Regions from separate parts of the Capsicum annuum genome. Here region 2 is linked to region 1. A link is a contact called in public Hi-C data. All regions are on one chromosome and are shown on one strand. Each heading gives the region's core, a stretch centred on a gene start, on an enhancer-like site or on the middle of the called end of the contact. The rest is flanking DNA. Distances are from core to core; before and after follow the strand shown. Region 1 overlaps LOC107851140 (a long non-coding RNA gene). Region 2 holds the start of LOC107851083 (OVARIAN TUMOR DOMAIN-containing deubiquitinating enzyme 5).

Evidence for each region. Hi-C and Micro-C count contacts between places; a contact is called where the count stands out from the background.
Region 2: a contact with region 1 is called in a Hi-C map of leaf, with 4 times the contacts expected there. The contact joins the promoter of LOC107851083 here to the enhancer-like site in region 1. A contact is called at or near these places in 2 of 5 Hi-C or Micro-C datasets (leaf and placenta).

Annotation. Positions count from the first base shown.
Region 1 is chr12:142,068,978-142,073,424 of UCD10Xv1.1, forward strand. LOC107851140 (a long non-coding RNA gene) reads right to left here. Exons shown (of 6, transcript XR_007047946.1): 5 at 3,069-3,266; 6 at 454-684. Among protein-coding and RNA genes, the nearest start is that of LOC107851140, 6.7 kb to the right of the region's middle. Within about 2 kb of position 2,039, at least 2 of the 5 cell types and tissues checked have an H3K27ac peak or open chromatin away from gene starts, as enhancers often do. A contact at or near this core is called in leaf, where this site is marked.
Region 2 is chr12:142,558,741-142,563,187 of UCD10Xv1.1, forward strand. It overlaps LOC107851083 (OVARIAN TUMOR DOMAIN-containing deubiquitinating enzyme 5), which reads left to right and starts at 2,258. Exons shown (of 3, transcript XM_016695989.2): 1 at 2,258-2,400.

The DNA.
Region 1 (4,447 bases), core at 789-3,288:
ATATATTTCGTGGTTGAACAAGTATATTTTCATTACTAATGACAACTTTTTGTATACAACAAATATTTTCATCCTTAAATGTATGAATTAGTGACAAAATTATTATTATAATAAAACTAAATAATTTTGCAATTAAATCTATTATTTTGTCACTAAAAATAATTTTTGTTTTTTACCGACGGTATAGAATTGTCACTAAATTTTATGATTGCCGACAATTACGATTGTCACAAAATACAAAATTAATTTGTATCAAATAAAAAGAAAGATTTAATACAAATACATTTATCACTAAATATAATCAAACTTCTGACGAAACAGTTTCTTTTGTGACAAAAATATATCTTAAAAGTCTAATTTAATTGTTGCTAAAAATTACCTTTGATAATAAAATCTTTTGTCACTAATTACAAGAAAACACTTAATTATTTCATAATGATATTATTTTTTAAATTAGAATTTAATAAATTGAAAATAAAATTATAAAACATGCCAGATAATGATAAAATCATCCACAATCATACAAATTAAGAAAACTAAAATTATATTAAGGTAATATCACCTTGGCAAAGTATTAAATATTACTCGTATCCTAGACTAAGATAGATATGTAGAGATTTCTTCCAAAGTACCAACAATTTGTTGAGCTTGCAGTTAGTCTTCATTCAACTCTCAATTTTATACCTGTGGAAAAAAGAAGAAAATTAGAATTGATGATGATGCTTATAGATTTGGCAATCAAAATGACTCTACATGTTAAACGCAGTAATGATCAAATGCAAGGCAATAGGGACAACAACAATGAGACACTAGTTAACTAAATCAAATCACACCACAACTAAAGAGCACAAATCAGATGAAAAAAATGTGCAGGTGTTGCACAGAAAACAATGGCAAAATCAGAGAAAAAGAGGAAAAGACTTTTTCTAAACACAATTCTATGCGAAAGAAGACCAAGACAAATCAGTCAGATAACCAACCTCCATTTAGTGAATACACAATGGGTTCATAAAACATCTAGGCTGATGTAATAGTTCATCAAAAGACCACACTAAATGATGAAATTCACTATAAGGAATCACACCGCAAAACTAACAAATTGACCAATCATAGCAACAAAATCTCAAATTATAGTGAATTTTCCTTTAATCACATCACCAAGTAATGCGCGGTAAAAAACCAGCTCACAGCAGACAAAATCATTCCATTACTGATCAACATCATAAATCCCCAAGATTAACAATATACATCATTTTTGGAGTTTTATCTCAAAAAGAAAAAGACATCATTTTCAAAGTTTTCTCAAAGACGAAATTTGAACGGACAAAAGCAAAATGAAAAGAAATTTGACAATAAAATTGATACAAAAAGAGTAGAGTATATATACGGTACGCCGTCTTGAGGAGACCAAATCACACCTGAACTAAAGAGCACAAATCAAACAAAAAAATGTGCAGGTGCAACACCAAAAACATTGGCAAAATCAGAGAAAAAAGGAAAAATGACCTTTCCTAAACACAGATCTATGTGAAAGAAGACCTTGAACAGGATCTAATTCTTCTTTTAGAGCTCCAAAATCAGTGTTATATCCTTGATCAAATCCTTTCGGATGATTGAATGTTATATGGCCACATAATGATTTAAGAAGGGATTGGCCATAAGAAAAGATGAAAATGTCCAATTTTTTGTTCACTAAAGTATTTTCTCCTACATTTTAGGAGAAAAGGCAGCAACTCCTTACTGAAATAAGGACGTTGTATAAGGCACCATGTTACTAAATTAATGTCAAATTATGAAACTTGTTAGAAATGCGCAAGTCAATTCCCCCGCCCCCCCCCCCCCCCCAAAAAAAAAGAAGCAACAAATCCAACCGGGGGAGGGGGGAGTAAAAGTTCAAATTATGTAGTACTAAGATAGATCAAATGTGTACACGTTATTCCTTCACGAAACTAAGGGTATAGGCACTAATTTAAGTTTATCATCATTGTACAAGAAATTGGACTGCACATAATTCATTTAATAATAGACAATGGCAGAGAAGGAGGGAAGAGACTTTCTTTCTTCAAAAATCCTGCTCATTGGCATGAGCACCAAATGTGAGAACCATGAGGATTCCATTCTCGGTGGTCGCCGTATCATTAAAAAAAGTTTAGGTATAAGCTCAAGATGAGATTCTTGGGATTACACCAGTTTGAATGTTGAAAGCACTACATAATGGGTGAGGCCTCATGTGGGTGCCACTGGTGATGTTTGTCGTCCTAAAGAGCCGTCAAATCATTAAGGATTAATGAAGAAGTATTCCTTTAAGCTAATGAGACACCATGTGGAATATTTATATGCACGCAATGTGTATCTTAGGTTGGCTGATCTATAATTATTAACAAAGCGACCAAGTACCAACAGTTAAAAATACAAAACATATTTTGATTCATCTTTGTTCTACCAGACTTCAACGTGGGCATTGGAGAAAAGATAAAGTTGTCATTGTGTGACTTATAGGTGATGGGTTCAAATAATGGAATCAACCAACTGTTACTTGAGTCATGATAGGGCCTACTTCACACCCCTTCGGGGAACATCCTTTCCCAAACCCCGCGAACAATATTCCATGCACTAGGCTGCCCCCTTTATGTTGCTAGACTTTACAAGGAAAAAGAGAATATAATCCTATAAGAATGTTCTAAGAATTTTCTTTGCATAGTTGTGGTGTCAAGGCCAACTTGCACACACCATTGAGTACCTGCTACCAGCATAGATACCTAGTAACACTGCCAAACAAGATTTAGGCAGATGGGAAGAAATCACATAGCATTTTTTGTATTAGTTGAGATCTGAACCCTGATCTCCTATGATTTTCACCCACTTTGACCTCTAAACCACACCTTCGAGAGCTATGACTATGATTGCATGAGAACTTCAAACAGTGGTAATAACTATAATTCACATTAACATACCATAGATAATGCTATTGACCAAAAATAAGCTCAATTTCAAAAAAGTTTTGTAATCCATTAACAGATAGGAAATTCTGCTAGTTAAGTAATAAATGAGTTAAAATTTTGGACAACCTCTTCACGGCTAGCAAGCAAAAACCGAAGAATGCTTGGATCTCTGTCATTCACGTACTCATCCTCATTAATTCTCTCACCCTTAGATTCTACAATCTCTTTGCACTTTGCAATGAGTTTTTCAATTGTTTGTCTGATTACAGAAACTGCATTTTCAGCCTTTATTTGTCGTGGGATGATCTTACATAAATCTTTGATCTACATAAACATCAACGATGTCAGTCTAAGTTGTTAGAGAGATTAAGCTCGGCAAAAACCATTCAAGTATAGGAAGAACCTTCCTGCCAATATCAACAGTTATGGAACTGTCAAACTCTCTTTTAAAGTTTAAACCACAAGGTATCATGCTGCATAATTCATTGATATCAATAGCTATGCGCCAGTCCAAACTCGTTGGTTGATTGGGTCGGTCTTTTATATCAGTTTTATTCAACTGGGATCCATTTCATGCCAATACGAATTCATTAACACTGCAAGGTCCTTTAACATAAAGACTGTGACAATGCAATATCTTCAAAATGTTCATGTGAAGCTGCATATTTCAACAACATCTGCACCCTAAACTAGCTGGAGACTTAAACTCAGTTATTTGAATCATCTATATCCACTCTGCTCTAGGAGAGTCGAAGTTGGCTATTTTAATCATTTATATCCACTTTGCTCTATTTGAGCCTATTTCACTCCAAAACAAGTCAAGTTGCAGTCTAACAATTTTTCTTTGGGGGTTTACATATACCTATCATTGGTGCTATAATTAAACTTTAGAAGAAAAAATCCATACTGTAATAAACCAAAAAGGAATTCTGCCTATATTTCAATTTGTTCATCTTACTTTCATATTTAGTCCATTTCAAAAAGGAAAGTCTCTTTCCTTTTCTAGAAACTCTTTAGTTCTAACTTTCCACATAACGTATTCAAAACCACAAAATTAAGAACATTTTGGTACATTTTACATATCTCAAGTTTAAGACCACAAGATTCAAAAGTATTACTCTCTCCTTGGAATTCTTTAGTTAAGAAGTAAATTAAACCATGAAAAGAATTGAATAAAGAAAATTGAAAGCATCCTGTATAATTAATATCATAGTAGAGTGGATATTGTTGATAAGTCACATTTACAAGGTGTTAAAATGATCAAAAAAGTGAGTTCGGGAAATCGATTAATCAGTTTCAGGTAAGATTCATGTTTACTTAATGCACTATCAAAAGAATGGGAGACAAACAAGATCACATATTCCAGAGAATCTCAATACAACACTTGACACTAATTACTTGAATGAAAAATTAGTCTTTTGTGAATATAAACCATTTCCAGACATTAATAACTTCCAATTTAAGAATTTGAGTTGATTACATAGTTTCTTGAGTTATCCAACTAT
Region 2 (4,447 bases), core at 1,008-3,507, 490 kb after region 1:
AATGCTAGCTTTTGATTTCGTGAAGGTGAATTTTAATCTGAATTTGGCGATAAAACCATGGGTTGTATCCTATTAAAGCGAAATCCCTCCTCTCCATTACACCCAACCCATGAGGTAAACCTAAAAGGAGTTTTAGAGCAAACCTCGTTCTTTTTACAACTGAAGAGGAGAAGAGAGAATTTTTAAAAACAGATCTAAGATTCTGATCCTACCATCCCGCTGTAGCAACCTACCAGCCGCTATAGCAGAATGACATCAACCCGACAAAAAATTTAAATTTTGATATTTTTAGCAGCACTATCTCATACTAATTTAAGATTGTATTTTTAAAATTCCTATAACCCGTACATGTAACGAGGTGATGTTTTAGTAATGACTGCATGGGTTGTTACAACTACTCTCAAACTGATAATATACTTATAGTCATTAAAATTGATGTTTTGCAAAATAGAGCATGAACCAGTTCAAATTGTTGTTTTACCGAAGTCTTTAATGTGAAACTAGTCATACTAAATATTGATCATGTGCTCATAGCATGTCATGCCATACTAAAATAGTCTGAAATCCATCAAATCATGCATAATTCATTCTAAAATTAGCCGAAGTCTATAACACATGCATATTTCTTCAAGTTTTAAAATAACTAAGTTGAAGTCATCAAAATCGTGCATAGTAACTATGAATGGGGATCATTATCATAAAATAACACGAGGGAGCTAAATTTTGAGAATTATGTATAATTGGGTGTGAACCTTAGATTATGAATTCACAAAAATCATAATTTAAAACTAGATTTTAGGTATAAGGGTGAAAGAAATCCTTTATTGAATACCCACATACCTGATGTTAGAGAGAATCTAGGCTATCACTTAATTTTCTTGAGAAATACAGACTTAGTTTCTAGCTTTTGAAAGAGACCCGAGAGCCCTAAAATTGATTTTTTTATGATGTTTGGGAGTTGAATCAATCATAATGAAGGCTGAGTAAACTGATTTCCCTTTAATTCCCTAAAAAAGTCAAAACAACGTATGTAGGGTTTTAAAACTTAAAAATGACCAAATAAACCTTTAAAATGCATAAAAAGTTGTTAGCGTCTGATATCGAGACTCAGATCACGAGTCGTAGGTTGGGAGCAAGAGTTGTGACTTAACTTGTAGGTTCATACCAATTTTGCGTTGAAACTTTTGGGTGTTACAATATGGTACAATATTAAGTTTTTAAAAAATATTATATTATTACCACACCAAATTAATTCAATGTGGTTAGGTATTTCAAAGTTTGATTATGACATTTTGTGATATGGTAAAGCAGTAACCATGATTTTCTCGGTTTCAACTTACATATAATAATATAATGGAGAATTAGGACTTTCTCTAGCGAAAAAAAAGCTCCAATTATATCATATTAACACGTATCAATAATTCTCTTTGTTAATAATTACACAAAAATGACATTTCAATTAAGATAGAGTAATCAAAATACTAAGTATTTAATTATGTACTAACGCTGTTTTATGTAAGTTGATATTATAATATCATACTATACAAATTGTATATGCAATTGTATATGTCGATACAATATTTGATTTTTTAATAAATATTGAATACGGTAACAATATTAATTTTTTTAAAATATTTATTAAATATCATAATATCGTGATATTTAAAAATTTAAATTATTATATCTACATTATCATCCCACCCCTAGGTGACAACATCCCTATTTTATTACTCCTGTTGTTCCAGTTTATATAACTCACTTTCCTTTTTATTCGGTCTAAAAAGAAATGAAATATTTTAAAATCTAGTAATAATTTATTTTTAAAATATTTACTTTATCCTTAATAAAATAATTTATAGTCACACAAACATCTATGACTTTTTTAGATCACAAGTTTCAAAAATCTATTTTTTTTTTCTTAAACTCCGTGTCAAGTCAAACTAACTTATACACCCTCTGTCTAATATTATTTGACATATTTAATTACTGTATAACTCTTAACGGAAAATTAATAAAGGTGCAAATTAACTAATATGGTCCTATTAAACTCACATTAAATATTGTCATTACCTTTTGAGTTAGTTATTCATTAAGGATAAAGTTGGATAAAATATCTAATTATGTCTTGATTATTTAAAAATATTAATTATTTTGAGATAAATTTTATTTTAGTGAACATGTCGAGTAATATAAGAGGTATGGAGTACTTATAAATTAGGACGGAGTGAGTATTAGTAAAAGAAAGAGACCAAAGTGGAAGAAAAAATAAAAGTTGGGACCTGTTTCTTTTTTAAAAAAAGTTAAGGAGCATATACATCTCTACCTTTCGGACTTTCGGCTGTCGACTCCAAGTTTATCATCAGCATCCACCGCCTAGGGTTCAATTACGAAATTGGCCAGGTATTTTCTTCTTCGGCTTTTCTTTCTCCTTATTTCTTCTTTTCATTGTTTTATCTATTTATTTGTTTTTATTTTTTCAGTTATTAATTTAATTTAATTTGCCATTACAGTCTTTATTTTTTCCAGTAGGCAATAGCTATTCTATTTTCTAGTAATCAGTATGCCATATCAATTTTTGAGTCAAAATACCATTAAACCCCTGCTTCAAGTGGAGTCCAAATCCTTTTTACAGTTGCTGATTATTGAAAAAATGATTTTGATTCACATTGAAGTAGGGTGCTTAGGAGATTTACGATGAGATTTAGGACTCTTTTTTTATAACCATGGTGCCCGTGCCAGCTAGTGTGCACCTGACTAATTCCAGGGGATACTCGGTACCTTCAACCAGAAGCAAGTAACAGGTAAACTCCCTCCACCAATGCTGGAACAAATGTGATGAAATCTTCGAGTGTTTTGTCTCGGGATTTGAACATGAGACTTCATGATGCTCAACCCACTTTAATGACTACTAGGCCATACCCTTTGGTGCTATTTTTAGGACTTGTTACTGAGCCTTTTGGGGTAGTGTTGATAGTCGTAGAGATTTGCATATGAAAGAGTGCTATTTTTAGGACCTGTTACTGAGCCTTTTGGGGTAGTGTTGATAGTCGTAGAGATTTGCATATGAAAGAGGAAGCCACATAGAGGAAGCAATCACAGTGAAGTAGCGTAGCAAATATGATACTTCATTTATATGAGAAGTGAGTTCCTTATATGGAACATGCTTCCGGAGAAACTAATGCCAGAGAAAATGGATTTCTTTAGGTTCATAATTGTGAAGGATCTGCCTCTGGCTTGTATATGGTATCACAGTATCATGAAGATGATTTTTCGTACCTATCCTTGTTGCCTGATGATTAGAGCATAAAAAATACTGTGGTCTTGAAGAAATATGAAGATCCTTGATCTTGGATTATTTCGTTATAAAATCATCAATGAGGTGGAACCTTTCTTAGAAATGTTGTACATGAGACAATGGTTAAACCATATTACAATATAGGACCCAAATGAAGGTGGCATTTCGTTTGCTTCTTGGGGAGTCATTTTAACTGAGGAAAATTTAAGGAGATAAGTTAGTTAATTGGAAACAACCTCTCTACTGCACCTGAGGTAGTGGTATGGTCTGCGTACACTCTACCCTCCACAACCCCACTATGTGGGAATAAACTGGGTATGTTGTTGTTGTTGTTGTAAGTTAGTTAATTGGAGAGTAGTGTTTCATACCATAGGAGCAAGAGCAGTTGGAGGACCGCTCCTTGTGGGGTCTTATTGGTCAATAGAAAAGAAAGAAATTAGAGAATCTTTGAATGAATTGAATACCTGTTGAGTGTAGCTCTATTTATTTTTTGTATTTTTTGTATAGCGGAAAAATTCCAGCTTGTTGACTGTTTGCTTGATTCTGTGGGTCATTTAAAGCTTCTGCAATGCGCTACTGTAGTACTGTTATATTGTTGACTCCTTGGTGTTTTATGTATGAGTTTTCTCATTTAATAGAAAAATGAGTTGGAATAGAGGAGGAAAATGAGGATTATGAAGATGGCTGTTGAAAAAATGACTTGTGTGGAAGGTGAAGCTTAAATGCCAATTCTACTGTTTTCTCTATAATTGGCAGAAGTTTATAAATTTAGACTCAGAGTTCTATTGGGGCAAAGTTGTGCAGTTTTCTGATGTATTATGTTCCCATATGGCTTTAAGAGTGGATAATGAACCCAACCTAAAGGTGCAACTCAATCATATTAATGATCATGCTTTCAAGCCTGCAAAACAAATTAAGACTGTTGCATTTCCCCGTGTAATTTTAAATTTTCACTGGCTATTGAGCATCTGGTAAGGTGTTGTTGGTTGGTGTGAATAAAGAAGGAAAGTTCTTTTTTTCTTCCTTTGAGATAAAGAGGGAAGAAATTCTTGGAATCTGCTAACGACTGTTTGAAACTCATTTTCCCAAACACTTGAGATTTGGCTAGTTGAAGCTCCATCATCCATTTCTGGGTGATAGATACAAAATTTT